2 separate regions of the Mus musculus genome follow, and region 1 is linked to region 2. Evidence: chromatin contacts called from public HiChIP or PLAC-seq data. All regions are on one chromosome and are shown on one strand. Each heading gives the region's core, a stretch centred on a gene start, on an enhancer-like site or on the middle of the called end of the contact. The rest is flanking DNA. Distances are from core to core; before and after follow the strand shown.

Region 1 (6,073 bases), core at 1,227-3,726, 140 kb after region 2:
GCTGGAAATGACACAAGCTCCCTGCCCAGTCACCAAGAGGGCAAGCCCTTCTGATGGCCCTGTCCCTCTTTCTGGTGGACACACAGAGAGCAGAGCCCTACTTGTTTTGTGACCTTTGCAGGGAGACTAGATACGCGCGCGCGCGCACACACACACATACACACACACACACACACACACACACACCACTACACCATAGGGAGAGGCCAGCAGGTACCTTGGACGCTAGGGAGGAAAAGGCTCAGAGGTGGAAGCCGGAATCGCCTCAATGGATGCTCCCCAGAGTCAGGCACCTCGCCCCCACCCCCATTTAATTGAGGCAAATGCTGGATAAGATCTGGCATGCGCACACACCCCATTTCCCACACCCTAGCAGGGCTGGGGTAGATGTCATCTGTCATGTTTATCTCCCTGGTCTCCCAGAATATCCCTGCTTCTCCACCTGTACCCTGTCACCAGGGCCCCAGTCCCACAACTCCCCTCCCACCCCCTTCGCATGAGCCCCACCTTCCACTCACAGATCAAAGCGGAGGTTCTGCTTCTCCTCAAAGAAGTAATCCACAATGAACTTGCGCACGAAGTCCGGGTTGAGCGTGTTATCTATGACCTCGGTGCGTCCGAACTGCGAGAGAATGAGCTGGTGAGGTGTGGGGGCACTTGTGGGCTCCAGCCCACACGCTGGGCTCTGGCTCCAGCCCACACGCTGGGCTCTGGCTCCAGCCCACACGCTGGGCTCTGCCTCCTACAGGCGTGAAAACGTCTCTCCTGGCTTCCTCTCTGATCCCTAGATCCCTCCCTCCCTCCCTTTCCAGGCATGAGCTCCAGGGGTAGATGGTGTCATATCTGAGTGACCCTGTGTGGTCTATCTTGCCTTTAGCCTTTGTCTGCCCCACCCTCCACCCCCGACCAGGCAGTGGGCTGTTATTGCTATGGTGAAAGGTCATGGCCAAAACAACTCAGGGAGGAAGTCAGACAGGAACTCAAGCAGGGCAGGAACCTAAAGGCAGGAGCTAATGCGGAGACCACGGAGGAGTGCTGCTTGCTCCTCTTTCAGAGTCTTCTTTGACTAAGCTACTCTGCAAACTGCAGGCAAGAAGTGCGCTCAGTGCCCAGAGTGGGTTACTAATGAGCCTCCGTAGACAAGTGCACACTGCAGCCAGCTCCTACCCAACCTGCATAAACATATGTGTGAGTTCAGTGTCTGCAATTCGTGACTGGCTCCCACCTGGCCAGCGTCGCCACACTGAATCTACCCATACACTTATGTCCGAGTCACTGTGTGCCTGGCTGGGTGCTGTCTTTGCTGTCTCATTGGGGTGTGACAAATTAAATGGATGTTTGCTCATTTCATGTTTGTGTGAGTATATTCACACAAACATGAAATGAGTAAAATAAATGAGCATATATATATGCTTTAACAGGTGCTTAAAAATATATACTTACCCCGGGCGGTGGTGGCGCATGCCTTTAATCCCAGCACTTGGGAGGCAGAGGCAGGTGGATTTCTGAATTCGAGGCCAGCCTGGTCTACAGAGTGAGTTCCAGGACAGCCAGGGAAGGCTACACAGAGAAACCCTGTCTCGAAAAAACAAAACAAAACAAAACAAAACAAAACAAAAACCAACAAAAAAACCAAAAGAACAAACAAAAAACCCACATCCCTTCTAGGTAGCAGTGGCACATGCCTTTGATCATGCCAGGGAGGCAGAGTAAGGCAGATCTTTGTGAGTTTGAGGACAGTCTGGTCCACAGAGCAAGTTCCAGAACAGCCAGAGCTACAAAGAGAAACCCTGTCTCAAAAACATATATATATATATATATCCACGCTCAGCCATCCCACAGGCCAGTTAAAGTCGAATCGATGTGCATGGGGCCCAAACAACTGTACATCCTCCCGGGAGGGTCTCTAGATACAGCTAATAAGCAGATGAGGTTGAGAGCCGCTAATGAATGAGGACTGGGCCGGGGGGGGGGGGGGGGGGGGGAGAAAACTAACATTTACCCAGCTTCTCCCGTTCATTGATCAACGGGATCATTAAGCTATCTCGTTTAATTCTTTAAAAATTCTGAGGGCTGTTACCGGCTCATGAACACGGAAATAAGTCAGCAAGGTTAGGTAACCTGCCCACAGCCACAGAGCGAGAAACTCAGGATATTTTTTGTACCTCACCTGACTGGAGGGAGGAGCCACCTAAGCAAATGAAAATCAGAGAAGGTGGATTATTTTCCAAGGACTGAGGACAGCCCTGCTGTGTGCAAGCAATGGGTTCGGGGTGGGGGTGGGGGTAGGGGAACACCACACTCTAGCCTCAATAAAACCCAGCTCCTGTCTCTCCTATAAATTCCATAACAACGTCACAAACATGCAACCCTTTGCAAAGGATTTCCTACAAGCTCCCCGCCCCTTCTAAGTAAACCTCCCGGCTTCAGACAAAAGGAAAATTTCCCCTAATGGCTTCTTTGCGGGAGTCCTGCAGGTAAACACTTATGTCTTAGAGAATTCTCTGGAAAGATCAGACTTCCTGCTGTTCTCCTTCAATGCCTCTAGCCTGAAGCATTCCCCTACCAGGGCTGACAGACAACCCCACTTCCACGGCCCACCCCCAGCCCACAGTCCACGGACACCCCCCCCTTGCCCGGCAGGGAGGATGACAGTGGCTGCTTTGAAAATGGCACTTGACGCTTCAACAAGGGGGGAATTCCCTGGAGACTGCTTTCTGCTGCAGAAGGAGACGGGGGTTCCCCTGGAAACAGGATGGGAGGGGGGGCTCCGAAGGTCCCTGGAAAGTGGAGGGGCTTGAAGGATTGCTGGGATTCGGGCATAATTAACATATGTACATTGCAACTGTGAAATCAACAGCCCAGGGGCCTGCTAAGGAAGCTTTTTCATTAGTTGGACTAATAACAGCAAGGGGTGTGTGTGTGTGTGTGTGTGTGTGTGCTGAAACACAGATTTTAAAATTCTAAGAGGCCACTGGGTGCCTGTCAGGCTCAATGCATACTCTGGCTAATGAAGGCAAGAATACAATAAATGATGGATAATGGTGTGTGTTGGGGGGGGGTGTCAACCTGGACGCTGTATTATTTCACATAGAACTGCAGAGTTCTCCAGACAGAGTGGCCTTGGGGAGATGAAGTATGAGCAGCAAAGCCTGCCTGCAGTCTAACTGCTGTGTGCATCCCATTCCATCCTTCCATCCTAGGGGAGCAGGGAGGAGGCCAGGCCCCTCACCATCTCAACCTGGAGCCCGGACACTTCCTCAGAATCACCTGTCCACCACGCTAGTCCATTCGGAACCACTGCTTGGTCTAAGCTCTGGGCTCTGAGACAAGAGAGAGGGTCTCTCCTGTAGCATGTGCACCATGAACCCTAAGCAAGCCCCACACAAGCACAGGGGTCCAAATGCACCTTGGCTGTGCTGAGCCAGGAAATCAGTACATGAAATAGATGCAGAAAAGCTAGAGAACCTTCCCAGGCTACTCCGAGAGGGGTGAGCAATGTCGGGGAGGGGGCTCCCTGACCTCAGGACTGGGATGCCTCCTGGGGAGAGAATCAAAAGCATAAGCCAAAAGACGCCCCGGAAAGAAGAGCAGTTACCCTCTGAAAGGCTTTGTCCCTAGCAACAGACCCAGTGAAGCTTTTCGAGGAAGCCGCTCCCATGAGCTCCCATGACTAAGCCCCGAGAACACCAATTAAGCGGCATTAACTTCAGATCATCCTGACCAGTAGACCCTCAAAGGGAGGCAAGCCTTGAAACTGCTTTGGGGACTGAATTAAGTGGTTCCCAGGGGGCTCCGCTATACAGAAGAATTGGTATTTCTGGGAACAGGTGAGCCCTCATGCTCACGTGTCCTCATCAGAGCTCGTCAGAGCAGACCCTGATCAGCCAAGGGTCTCACCTCACCTCACATAAGGTCCGGGGCAACTGGCCTGTCAGGACAGTGGCTTGGCTACAGGCTGTGGAAGACCCTGGAAAATGCAGGCAGACAGGTGCTAGGAGGGCTCTTCTCTCAGTACCACAAACTCTCCATCTTACACCCCAGTGAGGATTCACTGACCCAGCAGGCCCAGTGTGGGAACAGCTAGCTCTTCACGGTGGCTCGTCCCTGAACAACCCACCTTCAATCCCACCCAGACCTTCAAAAGAAACCCCTACGAACACCTTCCCACTACACGTCAGAGGCAGATTCCTCCCTGCGAGGATGCCAACGTGGGTTTTTCTCTCACAGAAATAATCTCCAGCAGCCCCTTATGCTCACTCTGTTCTGCTTAAGTCCACTGAGTAACATTTGTGTCACCTAAGAAATGGGTAAGGACCCTCGAGGTGGCTAACTGGGAAAGGTGCTTGCTACCAAACCTGGTGACCCACAGGGTAAGAAATAACTGACACCTTTAAAGCTGTCCTCTGACCTCACAAGCTCATCCATGGAACCCCTGGTGGCCAGTGCCTGAGCTGGCTGGGTCAGGAGGGCGGGAGCTGATGGACCTGCTCTCTATCCAGCTGCCTTGCAATCTTTACAGAGTACTGATGGCTCCTAAGCAGGCACTTGGAAAGCCTGGCTGCTGAGCCCAGCCCTGGCAGGTCGTGAATCACATTCACCAGGATTAAAATTAGAGACCAAGATCCACGTCTGCCTGGAGAACAGGGAAAGGAAGGGCATTTTTCAAGGCTGGGAGCTGAGCACCTGGAGGCACGGGAGGACATGAGGGTCCAGGTCCATTCCAGGCCTGCTGGCGTTTTGAGTCTGGAAAGTTCTCTCACCAGAAGAGTCCGGAATACTGTATGGCCCAGATACAAAGCCCCCTCCGGTCACTGCAAAGCAAACTGGGCTCAGAGGATGGAATTCCCAACAGAAGAGGTCATGGTGCTCTGGGGCTCAGTGTCTCCTATACCATATTTTATTCTGTTTGGGCATCAAGGTGTGGAGGATAGGGGAAGTTGGGGGGAGGTGATTGGAACACCGACTGAGTGAGAAGACCCAGGCTCAACAGCTGTCCTGCCGCTGGAGCAGGACAGAGAAGGTGCCCTCTCTAGCCGGGATGCAAGACTCTATGTAGCTCATAATGAAAGACTTCCTGCCAAAAACCCTCAGCTCCTAATTAGCCATTGTTCCACATAATCTGTTAAATGGTCCCAGCCCTGGGGGAATAGCCATTTGCCAATGAACTTGGCTGCCAAGCCACCAGCAAACCAATCTTCTCACCCTGCTCTACCCACCCTGGCCTCGAGAGGCTGTGGGATTGGGTGAGGGCAGGAAATCCCAGTCCGAAGGGCAGCTGAGCCCAGGGAAAGTCCCCAGGACCACTGTCGCCCATGCTCACCCCAAACATACGGGCAAGTGTGCTATTGGCATACCTCCTGGATAAAGCACGGCTTCTCTCAGGAAGCACCCTTGCCAGCTGTGTGTGCAGGCTGAGCACCTTCCACCAGGGAGCTCACCTGACCCCACAGCAGGCCGTGAGCCGAGGACCTGCAGATCCTGCCATTTAACCCCTGCCAAAGCAGAAGGGATCTGGCACCAGGATCCCATTTTACTAATAACAAAAACTAAGGCCCAGGGATGAAGTGGCAGAGATAGGGTATTTAGAGACACCCATGACAGTGCCCTGTCAGGCCAAAGCGGGTTGGGTGGTTTGTTTGTCTGTTTAATTATTACACTCATGTGTTTGGTGTGTGAAGGGGGGTGTGCACCATGGTGTGTGTAGAGGTCAGAGGACAACTTAGGAATCATTTATCCCCTTCTCCCATACGGATCCCAGAGACAGAGCTTGGATGGTCGGGCATAGTGTGGCACTTTTCCTCAATGGCCCCAAAGGTCTAAAAGCATCCTCCTCAGACTGTGCATAGGGGCTCATCGGCAAAATGCCTGAGGTCCGTGAGGAGAAAGGTCTCCAAGGAGAGATCACAGCATTCCTTCCCACTCAGCTGCTTGTCACTCACGTGGATAGTAAGTGTAGGTGACCCAGGCCCGGGAAACGGCCAGGATGCTGACATCAGACTGTAATACGTGATCGTCCCATGCTGAATGGAAGATGGGACTCCAGAGAGAGACACATGATAAAATCACACGG
Region 2 (5,507 bases), core at 1,690-4,189:
CCTCAGACGTGTTTTGTTTTTTTTTTTTAAATTGTGCGAGTGGCTGTCTTGTGCACGTCATCCCACACATGTGGAGGTCAGAGGTCAACCCAACTTCCTCTCCTCTTCCATGTGTGTTCCAGGGGCAGAACTCGCTCCTCAGGCTTGGCAGCAAGCAGCTGCACCCACTGAGCCGTCTCGTTGGTCTGCCCTGTGTGCTCTAAACTACAAAAGAGATTTGAAAACCACACCAGGTAGAAACTACGAAATCACCAGTGTTTGGCCAGTTTTGATCTACACCAAGGAAGCTTCAACTGTTCAGACACCTAAGTGAACAAATACCCATGATGCAATGATGGAAAGAGGGTAAGGGGAAGAAGCTGGAGAGGAGGGGGCAGCCCTCTACAGGGGACCAAAGCCCTCTACAGGTGGCCGTTTAAAGACTTTTGGTGGGTATTAACTATAAGGTTGACAATTAGAATTAATCTAAATGGTCGACTTAGGGAATGGAATAAGCTCTGGGAATACTGGTGAGAAATGAGATTAAATTCATTGATGTGGGAAAACCCACCCTAAAGTGGGCTGTGCCATCCTCGGTACTGAGGTCAGGGACTGAATAAATGGGAGAAAGCAAGCTGCGCCCTGGTCTTCCCTTGTCTCTCTGTAAACCACGTAGCCAGCTCTCTCTGACGCCCACTGCCCGTGGGACCTACTGCTCAAGCTGAGACAAAGGAACTCCTTTCTCCCTGCAGTTGCCTGCGTCAGGGATTTTACCGCAGCCGCAAGGGAAGTAAGGACTACGCTGGCCACTTAACCCAGCATTTCTCAACCTGTAGGTCATGACCCCCTTTCATAAGGGTCGAATATCAGATATCCTGGACAGTGGATATTTATATTATGATTCATAACAGCAGCAAAATTATAGTTATGAAGTAGCAAGAAAAATAATTGTATGGTTGGGGTCACCTCAACGTGAGGAACTGTGTTAAAGGGTCGAAGCATTAGGAAAGTGGAGAACTACTGTTTTAATTCTCACAGCTTCTGGGAGGTGTCCCATCCCAATAGCTTCATGGAATTCCCCTTCCCTCCAGCCTCGGTTTGTTTGTTTATTTGTTTGTTTGTTGCAGTATAAACCTTGCTTCCTTTTCCCTGAAAGGAAAGGCCTCTTAGGGTTAAAAAAGCCTACACTTTGGACATGTTTGGGACTCTCAGACTTGAAATTTCCTAAAACGTGCCTGTTTCCAGTGTGGGCATGGGGGACCCAGGTAGGCATCTCTAGGTGAGTATCCATGAGTGGACGTTTGAGAGTCTTCTGGGCAATGAGAGGGGACTTCTCAGCCACTCGGTGGAGTGATCAATGTGGCTTTATCAAAAGGAGAACAAGGGGCTGGTGAGATGGCTCAGTGGGTAAGAGCACCCGACTGCTCTTCCGAAGGTCCAGAGTTCAAATCCCAGCAACCACATGGTGGCTCACAACCATCCGTAACAAGATCTGACTCCCTCTTCTGGTGTGTCTGAAGACAGCTACAGTGTATTTACATATAATAAATAAATAAATCTTTAAAAAAAAAAAGTGGAGTGCCCCGCCCGTCGACCATGGGGCACAGTCACCTGTGCCAAATATCCTTTCCTACCTTCCCCTTGCATCTCGCACAGAGGATGTGCCGCATCACACGGACACCACCAACACTTCTTTCTGCACTAGGGACATAAATCACACGCCTCATGCTCCCACCCCCAACCAAGCCCACACGGGCTACTGCACAGAGCATGTGCCAAACACACACCAGCTACAGGTCTCAGCAACACCCCCCATCAGACAAAGAACTCATCACCACAGCCAGTAACAGCTTTATACCAATCACACACCAAGAGTCTCTTCCCTGCCCCCCACACCAATATATCAGACTCACTTGAAAAACACAACTCAGGTTTTTGCCAGAGAATTCATGGTTCACTGAACACCATGCATATTGTCTTATTTCCACCCAAGAGAATTGGGGGGAGGGGGTGCGACCTCCATATTTCCTGCATCTAACAGCATTACTCGTGCAGTCTAAAGTGTACACACCCATCTCTATGTATCTTACAAACACATTACGTCTTCCTACACGGAGCAACTGAAACCCAGCAGACAGACAAACGTACCAGCAGACCCACTGTGCACAAAGACATCTGATCACACTTAAGCTGCACCTCAACACACACAACATATACACAACATACTCAGTGACTTCTGGGTCGGTCCAGCATGAACAACCACGCCTGCGTGCCCGGGGCTGAAACTCAGCTCCTAAACTCCAGAAGACCCTGCAATCCCAGGTAATCTGGGACAATTAATCTTCATTTGACACATTGCTCACATGGACACATGGCTGGTGTGGCTGGGTCCCTGTGACAGAATCTGAGATGCTGGAGGGTGGGGAAGCAGGGAATGGGGGAGGGGTACGGGATAGAGTGAGGGGTGCCAGTGACTCAGAGAACACAAAGTACCAAATCATTGTCCCCTTTGACCCCTTTGACTAGAGGGGAGTCACACGTGGCTCACAGATACAGGGATGTGCTGTCAAAAAGAAAACAGAAAAGAAGGCTTAAGCACACTTGCCTGCCTTTGGGGGTTGGCTCTGGGCTATGCTTTATCTCACCTGATCCTTTACAAAACCTGTGGGGAGGCTGGCATAGCATGGTACTCACTACGATGATCAGATCTGGGAGAAGTCTCCTGTCCCTGAGTTTCCTCCACCCAGACTTCTCCATCTGGCAGGGCTGTCTATACATCTCTCACTCCAGAACTCACCCATCCTGACAGAGACACTGTGGCTGGAACCAAAAGACCACCTGTCTTGAGCCACCACCTTCAAAAGCCTTTCATTCCGTCCTAATGGGCCCAGGCGCCCAGGCTGCCCCACCCTGGGGCGGGATTAGCTCCCTGGAGCTGTTTAAGGCACATCAAAAGAGTGCCTCTCACTAAAATAGCTCTCTGGGGCCCTGCCTGCTAGCCTGAAATTATACCAGGGGACTGTTCTGTCTGGTAAAAAGCATCCTACAGCCCGAAAGGTCCCTGCTCTAAATGCACCTGTGTCCTTGGGAGGCACTCCCAGGCCACAGCCTCCAACCCCCTCCCCTCATTGTATCGCGGTCATCTAGGTCATCTACGCACTTGCACAAACATCACAGAAAGTCCCGCGCGCTGTTGGCTTCCTGTGGAAATAGAGCCCAGGGTGGAGGGCTGGAGAAGGGCACAGACTGACTTGGAGACAGGGGTGTGGAGAATGGAAGCCAAGAGGGATGGGTCAAACTCTTGGCAGGTCTTGGCAGAGGTAGAGAAGCCCCCTGGGAGGAAGAAGGGCTGTTCAAAGATCCCAGGAGGTAGAAGGGGGTGGGCTGTAAAGGATGAGTGGGTTTGGGGTGAAAGTGAGGATATATGCCTGGGAGGAGTCCATTTATAGGGTCACTCTAGGGCATCATCGACTCTGGAAACTCAGTGTTTGCAGTAGAGAACATGACCTATTTACTGCCGAAGAGAAAGAAAAGCCTTTGCACAGTAAAGAGTCGGAGACAGTTTGTAACACTGGCTGGAAAGATAGAGGCTACTGTTGTCCTCTGCGGTCTCCAGGGTTACTTGCCTTTCTTCTGGAACCTCCCAGTACTTCCTACAACGAACTTGGAACATGATCTCTTTCCACAGAGCCAGGGATAAAACGCAGGGTCTTGCACACGCCAGCCCACAGTTCCCTACACGCTCCTGCGTTAAGATTTTATTTTTTGAGACCTGAGAGCTAGCTCTCAGGCTGGCCTGGAACTTGTAGCCAAGGATGACCTTGATAGGATCTTTCTATCTCAGCTTCCGGAGTGCTAGGATTAGAGGCGTGCACCATCACATCCGGCTTATGAGCTGCTTGGTGAATGGTAAGCAGGCACACCATCTGAGTTGCATATGAAATATCATTAAATATCATAAAAATATTTAGAAGAGGGCTCACTGGCTATTAAGTCCTTGTCAAATTCATAAGCCACGGTCGTCACACTCAGATGGTTCTAATAATTCAAGGTAGCCCAGGTCTGCAGCTCAGCGCAAGGATCACACGCTGTAGGGCTACATTGTGTGGGTTCAAATTTGTCCTTTGTGGCTGTGTGATTGGGCAAGTGGCTCGGCCTTTCTGTGTTTTGCTGTGCCCTTTGTAAACGCAATGGTCGCAGTACTTGTAAAGCTCACCTGAGCTACTGCGCGTGTGCGAACGCTGGGCGGTGCAGCTGGAGCCGGGTAATCGCAGCCTGAGCATCAGCTGAGGCTTGTCATTAGTGGTTAAGATAAGAGCTCGGCTGCTGGAGCCAGCCTGTCTGGGTTCAAATCCTTGCTCAGTCTCTGTCTGGCTTGGGAAGTAACTTCATCTCTATCTGTACCTCAATTTCCTAATCTGTAAAATGGGGATGAAAGTCACAGTACATCCTTCATGGGATGAGTAAGGGGGAAATTAACCAAGCGATCCTTGGATACTTATAACAGAGCCTTGTGAAGGGAAAGTGCTTGGCAAGTTGCTAAGCACAAACCAGGGTCGCCATGTTTAGATGGTTCTAATAACTCGCGGTAGCCCAGGTTTGCAGGACTGCAGCTCAGTCAGAAGGAGCACTTTAGTACTAATTATCATTACAATTATGATTTTGATCTTGAAGAGATGGGAAGTGGGGTGAGGAGCCACAGAGCACCCTATGCAGTCAGTGTGTGGGTGTGTGAGGGAGCATGGAGATGGGGGGGGGGCGGGGAAACAACTGGGTTGTCTTTTTCTCTCCTCTTTCTGGTCCTCCTCTGATTCAGGTTTTAATGGTCTTTTACTTTTTACTCCACTTATATTTTTATTTAGTGTGTGTCCCTGAACTTGCATGCCACAGCGTGAGCCTGTGGTGGTCAAAGCACTTCATGCAGAAGTTGATTCTCTCTTCTCACTGTGTGGGTAGCAGGAATTGAACTCATGTCCTCAGACTGCGGCAAGCACCTCTACCCGCGGAGCCATCTCAGTTCCTCTCCTTTCGGAGTTAAAGCTGCGGTCCTTGGCTGGGAAGATGGTTCACTGGTTACAGCCACTCGCAGTAAACACAAGTAGATTATTCAGATCCGCCAGTCAGAGAAATCTAGGGATGCACTAAATAGTTTGTTTCTTAACTTGTATTACATGTTATTTGTTTATTGGGTGGGTGGGGGATGCTTGCATGTCAGGACACACATGGAGGGTGACTTTCAGAAGCAGGCTCTCCTTTCACCAAGGGATTAAACCCAAGTTATTAAACTCTGTATGAGATATTTCCACCCACTGAGCCTTCTAGCCAGCCCTATTTTGTCCTTTTGAAACAAAGTCTCATTGTGGAGCTCAGACTGCACTCAAATTCCCAATCCTCCTGCCTCAAACTCAGGAGTGTGGGGGCTTATACTCATGGGCCACCACTCAGGGCTCAGGAAAGACTCCAAATGTTTCTAGACTCAGAACCTCACAGTGAATTGTCCACAGGCTGCTTTCTCCAGGGGATCACCA

Evidence for each region. HiChIP or PLAC-seq counts read pairs in DNA pulled down with a chosen protein or histone mark.
Region 1: a contact with region 2 is called in an H3K27ac HiChIP or PLAC-seq map of embryonic stem cells, with 5 read pairs. The contact joins two enhancer-like sites. A contact is called at or near these places in 1 of 484 Hi-C or Micro-C datasets (bone marrow-derived macrophages), 2 of 115 datasets of contacts at active chromatin or transcription factors (embryonic stem cells and pancreatic cancer cells) and 2 of 9 other capture datasets (liver and pancreatic islet).

What each region holds. Positions count from the first base shown.
Region 1 is chr17:29,211,130-29,217,202 of GRCm38.p6, forward strand. It overlaps Cpne5 (copine V), which reads right to left. Exons shown (of 21, transcript NM_153166.2): 4 at 519-622. Among named protein-coding and RNA genes, the nearest start is that of Cpne5, 24 kb to the right of the region's middle. Within about 2 kb of position 2,477, at least 17 of the 459 cell types and tissues checked have an H3K27ac peak or open chromatin away from gene starts, as enhancers often do. A contact at or near this core is called in embryonic stem cells, where this site is marked.
Region 2 is chr17:29,070,047-29,075,553 of GRCm38.p6, forward strand. All of the region lies in intron 1 of Trp53cor1 (tumor protein p53 pathway corepressor 1), which reads right to left. Among named protein-coding and RNA genes, the nearest start is that of Trp53cor1, 6.3 kb to the right of the region's middle. Within about 2 kb of position 2,940, at least 48 of the 459 cell types and tissues checked have an H3K27ac peak or open chromatin away from gene starts, as enhancers often do. A contact at or near this core is called in embryonic stem cells, where this site is marked.